3 separate regions of the Gossypium hirsutum genome follow, and regions 1 and 2 are each linked to region 3. A link is a contact called in public Hi-C data. All regions are on one chromosome and are shown on one strand. Each heading gives the region's core, a stretch centred on a gene start, on an enhancer-like site or on the middle of the called end of the contact. The rest is flanking DNA. Distances are from core to core; before and after follow the strand shown.

Region 1 (2,790 bases), core at 7-2,506, 430 kb before region 3:
TGTTTCTTTTCAGGTAATGGATACACTTTAGGTGAAAGAGCGAGGATATTCGCAAATAGGCTTTCCTTTTTGTATCTAAATGGTCCTAGTTTTGCTTTCCATTGCAATTTCCCATTACCAACATGAATTAGTGAGGTTGCAGTTCAGGTTTCATTTGGTGACTCAGAAAATTTTGTTCTATTTTCGGACTTTAGCAAGAAAAACTGTTCTATTTCCATTAATAATTTTGAAGATACAATATATAAAAAAAATGTCACACAAATCTGTATGTGCATATTTTTTCTTCTATTTACATAAGAAACTGGGGATTTGATGTTATTGCTTGCGTTGCCGAACACCGTTAAGCAGTTCATTTCTGGCTGCCAATACACTCGAAAACAGGGCATCCACTTGCTTTTCTAAAGCATCCATCTCCTTCTCGAAAACACCTAACTTTCCACCGAAATCCATGGCTGCAACACTGGTTTTACCAGAAAGGATTGCTGATACTAGGGAATTTGCTGCACTGTTCAGCTCCTTAACCTCTTTTAATGTCTCACCTTTCTCCACCATAACCTTAAAAACACATGAATCTACATCAATTAACAAAGCAGAATTGAACCTGACAATCACTTGTTTGATCTCCAAGTATGGTTTGGTCTCTCCAGACAAGGTAGCCAAAACAACCCCAAATACCCATAACCCAACACTCTTTACCTCCATCAAAGCTTCATGGACTACCCTTTCCTTGCAAGAAGACAATTTCCCCTCACCACCTTCCTTGTTTCTCACCAGTTCCTTTAAGTCCTTGCTTGAACTTTGGGACTGGATTGCTTTGAGATGTTCAATCGCCGTAGAAGGTGAACTCTCCACAAGGTTCAAAGCATGAGCAAAGGAAAGCCGAGCCTGTGCCAAGTGAGAAAGAGAAGAAGTAACACAGTTGAGAAGCTCCAGTAAATGCAAGCCGTAGTTAAGATACTCATCGAGGGAAGCAACATCCCAGCAGCTCATGGGGTAGTCTATATCCCCAACCAGCTTCAAAAACGCCTTGTTGATAACAGGAAGTAACTCAAAACATCGCTGAATCCATGAAAAAGACAAGATTTCTGAACCAGGTTCTGGATGCAACAACTGATTCACACAATTCGAAACATCAGACCGAAAAGCCTGTAGAGAGGCTGACAAAGCATCAACCTCTGCTTGGTGGTGGTGGTGGTGGTGGTAGTGATTTTCCAGCTTGTGGTATAATTTACTAAGCCTTTGTACCAAGAGTACCATTGAAGACAACAAAAAGAGAAGGTTTTTTGGGTTTAGTTTTGTTGATAAGGTTTCGTTTGAGTTTGGGTAAGATTGTTTGAAATTTGTTTTATTTATAGAAAGAAGGAAAGTCAAGAGGTTGGTGTTGCTTCAGCTCAACATAAAACAGCAACATGTTGCAAAACAATAGGCCACCATATTAGTTGTAGTCAAATGTTCTTATCCTGTTTTTATTTTAGTGTATGCGAAACACGGTTTTGTAAGCACAATTTGGGGGAGAGGGCAGGTATGATATTTTTTTAATTTGGTCTTTAAATAATTTTTTATTCATATTAGTCCTTGAATTTAACAAATATTTCTAGTTGTTGATTACTTTCGATAATCTTTTTGTTAAGGATTAGACACATGAATTAATTAAAGGGGTGTATGTTGATGATGGGTGATGCATGCAATAAAGTGGCAACTAATATTGTCCGTTGATCTAGTTGATTAAAAAGGACAAGTAGGACTTAGCTGTAGGTTTCTGTTCTTACACGGTAAGTAAAGTGATTGATTGCACAGCCTTGTGTAGGGACCATTGACCAATAGGGTTTCAAGACAATTGCACTTGAAACGTTTTTATAAAGGCTTTCTACTGGGCTTTATCATCGCAACTTGTATGGCGGCAGTCGTGTTGGATGAATTCCACGGGTTTTATAATTCTTTAATACTCTATTTTAATGAAAGATGGGGTGGATGTTGTTTTTGGGGTTGAGGAAATTAGTGGAACGTCAAGACATGGGGAAATTGTGGAATAAAGATGGTAAACCTCATTCAACACGCCATACTGAATCCTGCGTTTGGATCATTTCGTGGAGTCATTATTATTCAGCATCATTGAATAAATACAAAAACCAAAAAAAGGAAAATTTCCCAAAATATCCTAAACAACTTTTGAAAGAAGAATAGATACAAAGAGAACAACGATGGGTTCGTTTCGATTGCCCCCAACTTGTTTGGTGGCCGACCCATTCTGTCGCGATGTACTAAAACTCCATTCGTGGCTTGCTGCTTCTGAATCCCATCATAAAGTAGTTGGGCCAATGAAAATTAAACTCCTATGATATGAGCTAATTTCTTTTTGTTGAAAACAAACATAACAAAATTAAATTATATGAACTATTCGAGAGGAACTAAAATTCCTCTTTTATTAACTTTAAGGAAATCTAACACTACATTTAGAGGGGTCTCTACCAGTTGTAAATCCTTTTCCGTTTCAAAGGCCAATTTGGCAAGATAGTCAGCACATTGATTCTCCTCCCTGGAAATGTATCTTAAAATCCATTGACTTTCTTAAGACAAAATACGGTGTATTCTTCTGATTAGGATAGAGTTTGAGATCTTCGAAACATTGTCATGAATAGCTTTGACTACCTCCAAGCTATCAGAGTGAATAACTACATTGCTATGACCTTTACGTTAGATGAGTTTTAAGCCATCTAGAATGCCCCAAAGTTTTGGGTCAAAAATTGAACAATTCCCTAGGAATATGTTACAACCAATCACCCATTCATC
Region 2 (2,980 bases), core at 312-2,811, 290 kb after region 3:
CAAAACCCTTAAAACTTTTTATTTTCCCCCTAAATTCTTACTCCCTCCCACTTTCCTCCCAAAACTTTTACTTCTTTCCCATCCCACCCCTCATCTACCCCAAACCCATCCCCCCTATTTTTTAAATATTTTTCCTCCAAAATTTTACTTCCCCTATTTACTTTCCCTTAAACTTTTACTCTCTAAAACTTTTTATTTTCCCCCTAAACTTTTACTTTTCACTCTTTACTCCCAAATAAAAAATTAAAATTATCCAAAAAAAATCCCTAAACACAAATAGTAATAATTTTATTTATATCTACTATTTATATTATTAAATTAAATTTCATATTTTATATTATTTATATTATTGAATTGTTTAGTCATATTGAATATTTATATTTAAATTGAATTATTAATGATGCTATAAAATATTCGTGTTAAAATTTTATATCGGTATCAATTTCACATTTTATCTTTAAAATAACTTTTATTAAAAAATCACATTTTTACATTTAATATATTTTTAAATTCCAAATATATATAGTGACAAGAATATGAAGATAATTGAAACAACTAAACAAGCAAAGAAGCTAACCCGTATATAAAAGATTAATAAATAAATTATGAGGTGATGAAAGGTAATAAAAAAATTGATTACGGTGGACAAATTTTATTACGATGGGTGACAGTAGTTACAAGGACCCAAAATTATTTTTTAAAATTTAACTCGAACAAATATATTCGATTCAATTTGATTCGAATTCCATCTCACTCGACTCGATTCGAGAAAATTTCAAATCAAATTAGGATGATAAAATATGATTCTTCAACTCGATTAACTCAAAATTTTTTCATTCGACTCGATCGAACGCTCACACCTATTTAGCACAGGTTTGAATCCTGTAACCCCCATCCCCTACTCCTAATATTGTATCAAAGAAATAATAATAATTTATTTACTTGCTATTTTTTTTGTTTATTCTTATATAATGTATTTAAATAGTTAATTCACCTCTTGATTTAAAATGATATATTTAAAATAATTCATCTAAGCATTAATTGGTCTCTTGATTTAAAATTCACACATTCAATTCTAGAGAATTATAATTTAATAAAAAAGTTATTTTAAAATTAAATTTTAAAACTAAACTAAAAATTTTAACACCCTGCGTAGCGGGGATATAATACTAGTACCAAACAATTTTGTGACACAAAATAATACTTGAAAATTTGTGTAATAAAATTTTAACATTTTTTAAATGTATGAAACAGTGCTCCTGTTAATTATTTTTTTTACTATTATTGGATTATTTTAAGAAATAAAAAAACAAAATAGGCTGGTGGGGCAACGGCAAGCCACGGTAGAACCAGTCAGCCACGTGATCATCCTGCTAGGTAACCATAAAATTACAAATAAATAAATAATAGAAAAATGAAGGGCGATTAGATGATTAGGAAAAAATCACAAGGGCAAAATTAGAAAATTGGAACAACATCCCGCGGCGAAGTATCCACGCCGCGCATAAATTCAATGACTGTCTGACTTCGTTATCTGACGCGCCTTTTGCCTTATTTGACTTTATCATTAAATACGATTCCCTGTCTCTGACTCTGTCCCCACTTTGCTCGGATTGGTGATCTTTATGCGATATAGTTGGGGGCAAAATGACAAAAAAAAATGAATATTGCATTCAAGTCCTTGTATTTTTATTTTTTTCTTTCTAAACCACTCTTTCCACTAATTTCTACAACAGTTTTCTTCATTCAATTCCAAAAACAAACACTATTTTGCAGCTCCAACATAATGGCATGGAAACTAAAAAAGGATTTTCGTAAATTGGATAGTGTGGCATTAAAAGAAATTTCTCTAATGGTGAATGTTGCACATGTAGAGGATCAAATAAACAATAAAAATGGTTGAATCTAGGACCGTAAGGTTTCCGTTTTTAAAATTAGGGTTATAATATTTAGGAATGAGTATTCAACCGAGTCGAGTAAAAAAAATTTGAGTTAGTCAAGTTGACAAATCCTGTTTTAGCAATCGAACTTAATTTAAATTTTTTTTCGAATTGAATCAAATCGAGTCAAAAAATTTCGAGTCAAATCGAGTTGAGTTAATAAATCCTATTATTTATACTTAATGTTGCATTTATATGGATTGATTATTTATCTAGTACATAAACAATATAATGATTTTGCCTTTTAGCTTAATGAGTAAATATTTATCAAAACAACATAGTTTTGCCTTTTCTTATTCAGATTTCGGATAATTCAAATTGTATAATTCTCAAGTTAAACCGAAAAACTTAAATTTTTATTTGAATTGATCTGAATAACTTGGTTAACTCAAAAAACTCGAACTTTTTAATTCAAAATTTGAATTTTTTATCAAGTTTTTCAAAATCGAATCGAGTTTTGGTCACCCCTAATAATATCATGCAATATTATTATGAAGAAGAAAAAAGAAAATGGTTACTTTTTTTTCTTACAGGAATCCTTTACCGGTGTGGTGAACTGATATTCAGTTATAAAATCAGAAAAGAAGAAATAAAAAGACTAAATTACTAGAATTGAAGTAGAAAGAGAGTAATGAATCATGAGGAGCAAAAACTGTTGTTTTGTGAAGTAGAAGAATACTAAAATTAAATGAAAACAAATTATTACAGACTAAGATCACAAATATAGTAAAATGTAGGGGCAGATATTGAAATTCATTCCACCTAACTTGGAATAGCGTGGAAAATGTGAGCTGGCTTGAAACCGAAAGGAAAGAACCCCGAAACCATTAAACCAAACATTTCTGAATATATAAATATCAAAGGCCGCCTCCTCTTTCTTGCACCAAACATCAAATTCCATTTTCCCGTTACATGGGAGCATTACCTTGGGACGTTTTTTAGCGCCACATTTATTTCTTTTTTCCTTCTTTCTTTCTTTCCTTTTTTTCATTCTTTTGTGAAGAAATTTATAGGATATAGAGATACAAGTAATGGGGAAG
Region 3 (2,904 bases), core at 66-2,565:
GTTCAATGGCAAATTTGAATTTTAATGAGTGGTTGAATTGGCTTTTGAAGAATTCAGCTAGTAACAAGAAAAGATGTGATTGCCATAACAATTTGGGCACTTTGGTTCTCTCAAAACAAATTTGTACATGAGAAAAAGATGCAAAGTTCGAAGGAGATTGTTACCTTCATTAGGGGTTTTGGTTTGGAGTATCAAGGTAGCGCTTTGAATTTGAAGCATCCTCAGCCGCGATCCATGGTAAAATGGATGCCCCTTCTGCAATGGTGGGTGAAAATTAATGTAGATGCGGGACTTTCTGTTGCCAAAAAACGTGCAGTTTCATGTTTCCTTATTAGAAAAGAAAAAGGTTTTATAATAGGGTCGGGGTTTAAAGGTCATAACTTGGTTCGTTCAATGGTGATTGCTGAAGCGTTTGTTGTTCTACATATGCTCTAATTTGAACTGGATTTGGGATTCACAGATGCTATTCTTGAGAGTGATTTAAGACTGGTTGTTCAAAATATTCAACAAACGAGCGAGGATTACTCGAAATCCAAACCATTTACCTGGGACGCGAAGAATCTGGCGAGGAAATTCCATTTCTGTCGATTTCAATTCATTGCGTGAGAAGGGAATAGAGCAGTGCATACAATGGCTGTTGAAGCTTTACGAACTGAAGGAGATTCGTTCTGGGTTGAAGATGCGCCATTAAAAGCTTTAGAAGTGGTCGATTCTAATCGTTGGTTCAGTCGACCTCCATAATTTCTTCTCTGTGATATCGATTGAGTTGAAAAACTTCGAAATATGGTTGCTTGTCTCAACAGCTTTTTTTTCTGGGCGATTCATTGTCGGAATTTGGAAGATTTAGCCGTTTATTTTTAGGGATTGTAGACACGCAAAGAGTCTGAAAGATTGCTGGATGGAGAAGACCATGCCTTTTTTAGTTTTTCTCTCTTTTTGTTATTTCCCGTTTTTGGTTTTTTTATATTTTGTTTTGAGACTGCAATGGACTTCTCTAGTTAGTTTTTCAAACCTAAGTAATAAACAGACTCTTTTTCAAAAAAAAAAAGATTAAAATAAAATTACTCTAAAATGTAAATAACGAAATTACAAAAATTTCTTTTATCAACAAAATGAAAAGCATCATACAGATTGACTAGTTTACCTTAAATTAAATTTAGATTCCTTTAGGAAACTATTGGAACCGCGGGGTAGCTTAGGTATTTTGTTTAGTTATGTTTTTTTTACAAAAAAAAAAAAAAAACTTTGAGATTCCTTTCTGCTTTCCGACAAGAAGCTTAAATTATCCTTATAATTTTTATTTAACATTTAGATTTGCCAAAACCTAATTTTTGTACTAAAAACTTATCCATCAGTTGTATTGACTTTGAGAACGAAGCAGATGATTCCTCAATTTATTCAACACCTATCATAACTTTATTATGAAGGCGAAACACAGAGATTTCATTTCCAGTGAGCGGCAACCATGGCTGTTTAACTCAATCCTTGGTTAATTCATACAGCCTACAGTACTTGTATATATATATATATATATAAAAAGTGGCTTTTCGTACACCCACTAAAACTTGAGCTTCCTTTATATTCAAAAAGAGTTAAAAGTAAAGCAAGCACGCCTCCTTCTTCGCCCTTTCTACTTTAACTCCTGCTCAGTCGTCCCTAATTTTGTGGGCCATCTCTATTTTTTACTACCATCATCGCCTTTTTGTGTTCCGATCGAAAGATTCTGCTTCCGTTCCATGGACTGTGGAACCGCTGTGGTGGTTGAGAACATTATCTCTTCTCTCCTTGAGACTTTGTCCGAGGAACTGGTCTCCCCTATGTTGCTGGAGTTTGCTAGCAAAGAAAAGCTCCATAACCATTTCAATAATTGGCAAACCATTCTCCTCAAGATCCAGGCCGTGCTCGAAGATGCAGAGGATAGGCAGTTCACTGAGCGTCTCGTTAAGATATGGCTTAACGAACTCAAAGACTTGGCCTACGATCTCGAGGATGTGCTTGATGATTTTTCCACGGTGGCTCTGCGTCAAAAGTCAAAGGAAGAAAGTCAAACAATCATCGGCAAGATACGAAAATACATGTATTCCTTTTTCGATCAATTTACTTTTAAATACTCATTGGCAGCTCAAATAAAGGAGATAACCGCAAGAATGCAAAAGGTTGTTAAGCAGAAAGATGAACTTGGTTTGATAGAAAGAATTGGGGGTAGCCGTAATAGGGGGCAGCGAAGGATTGCCAGTACTTCTTTAGTGAATAAATCTCTTGTGTTTGGCAGGGAGAGTGATAAAGACTTCATTATTAATAAACGTCTTTTCGGGGAGGAAGAATCATGTGAGGGTGGGGTTCGTGTGATTCCCATAGTTGGAATGGGGGGCTTGGGGAAAACTACTCTTGCTCAGCTCGTTTATAATGATGATAGAGTTAAGACTTTCTTTAAATTGAGAGCTTGGGTTTGTGTTTCTGAGGAATTTGATATTGTTAGGGTGATGAAAACGTTGTTAGAATCATTGACTTCAATGGCTTCAGATAAGAATGACTTGAACGAGCTGCAAGTTGAAGTGAAGAAGAAGCTGTCTAAGAATAGATTTCTGATAGTTCTAGATGATGTTTGGAACGAGAACTATAACGACTGGATGGCTCTTCGCAGTCCTTTTGAAGCAGGTTCTCCAGAAAGTAAAATCATAGTTACAACCCGTAATCAACAAGTTGCATCAATGATGGGAACTGTTTCTGCTTACGATTTGAAAGAAATGTCGTATGATCATTGTTTGTCTTTGTTCGCACAACATGCTTTAGGGAGTACAAATTTTGATAATCATCCAAATTTAAAAGTAGTTGGTGAGGCAATTGTGAAAAGGTGTAAGGGCTTGCCTTTGGCTGTGAAAACCCTTGCAGGCCTATTGCGCT

Evidence for each region. A called contact is a pair of places that touch in the nucleus more often than the background predicts.
Region 1: a Hi-C map of leaf shows a contact between it and region 3, with 2.4 times the contacts expected there. The contact joins the promoter of LOC107929649 here to the promoter of LOC107933968 in region 3. A contact is called at or near these places in 5 of 34 Hi-C or Micro-C datasets (callus, hypocotyl and leaf).
Region 2: a Hi-C map of leaf shows a contact between it and region 3, with 2.7 times the contacts expected there. The contact joins the enhancer-like site here to the promoter of LOC107933968 in region 3. A contact is called at or near these places in 2 of 34 Hi-C or Micro-C datasets (both in leaf).

The regions. Positions count from the first base shown.
Region 1 is chrA08:107,140,303-107,143,092 of Gossypium_hirsutum_v2.1, forward strand. LOC107929649 (UPF0496 protein 4) reads right to left here and starts at 1,257. Exons shown (of 1, transcript XM_016861140.1): 1 at 316-1,257. The coding sequence starts at 1,257. The coding sequence ends at 316. It overlaps LOC107929634 (a long non-coding RNA gene), which reads right to left. Exons shown (of 3, transcript XR_001692868.2): 3 at 2,518-2,790.
Region 2 is chrA08:107,861,685-107,864,664 of Gossypium_hirsutum_v2.1, forward strand. No RefSeq gene overlaps it. Among protein-coding and RNA genes, the nearest start is that of LOC107929054, 12 kb to the right of the region's middle. Within about 2 kb of position 1,562, at least 9 of the 9 cell types and tissues checked have an H3K27ac peak or open chromatin away from gene starts, as enhancers often do. A contact at or near this core is called in leaf, where this site is marked.
Region 3 is chrA08:107,569,229-107,572,132 of Gossypium_hirsutum_v2.1, forward strand. LOC107933968 (putative disease resistance RPP13-like protein 1) reads left to right here and starts at 1,316. Exons shown (of 3, transcript XM_016866289.2): 1 at 1,316-2,904. The coding sequence starts at 1,737. It overlaps LOC107933956 (a long non-coding RNA gene), which reads right to left and starts at 1,246. Exons shown (of 2, transcript XR_001693770.2): 1 at 546-1,246; 2 at 1-255.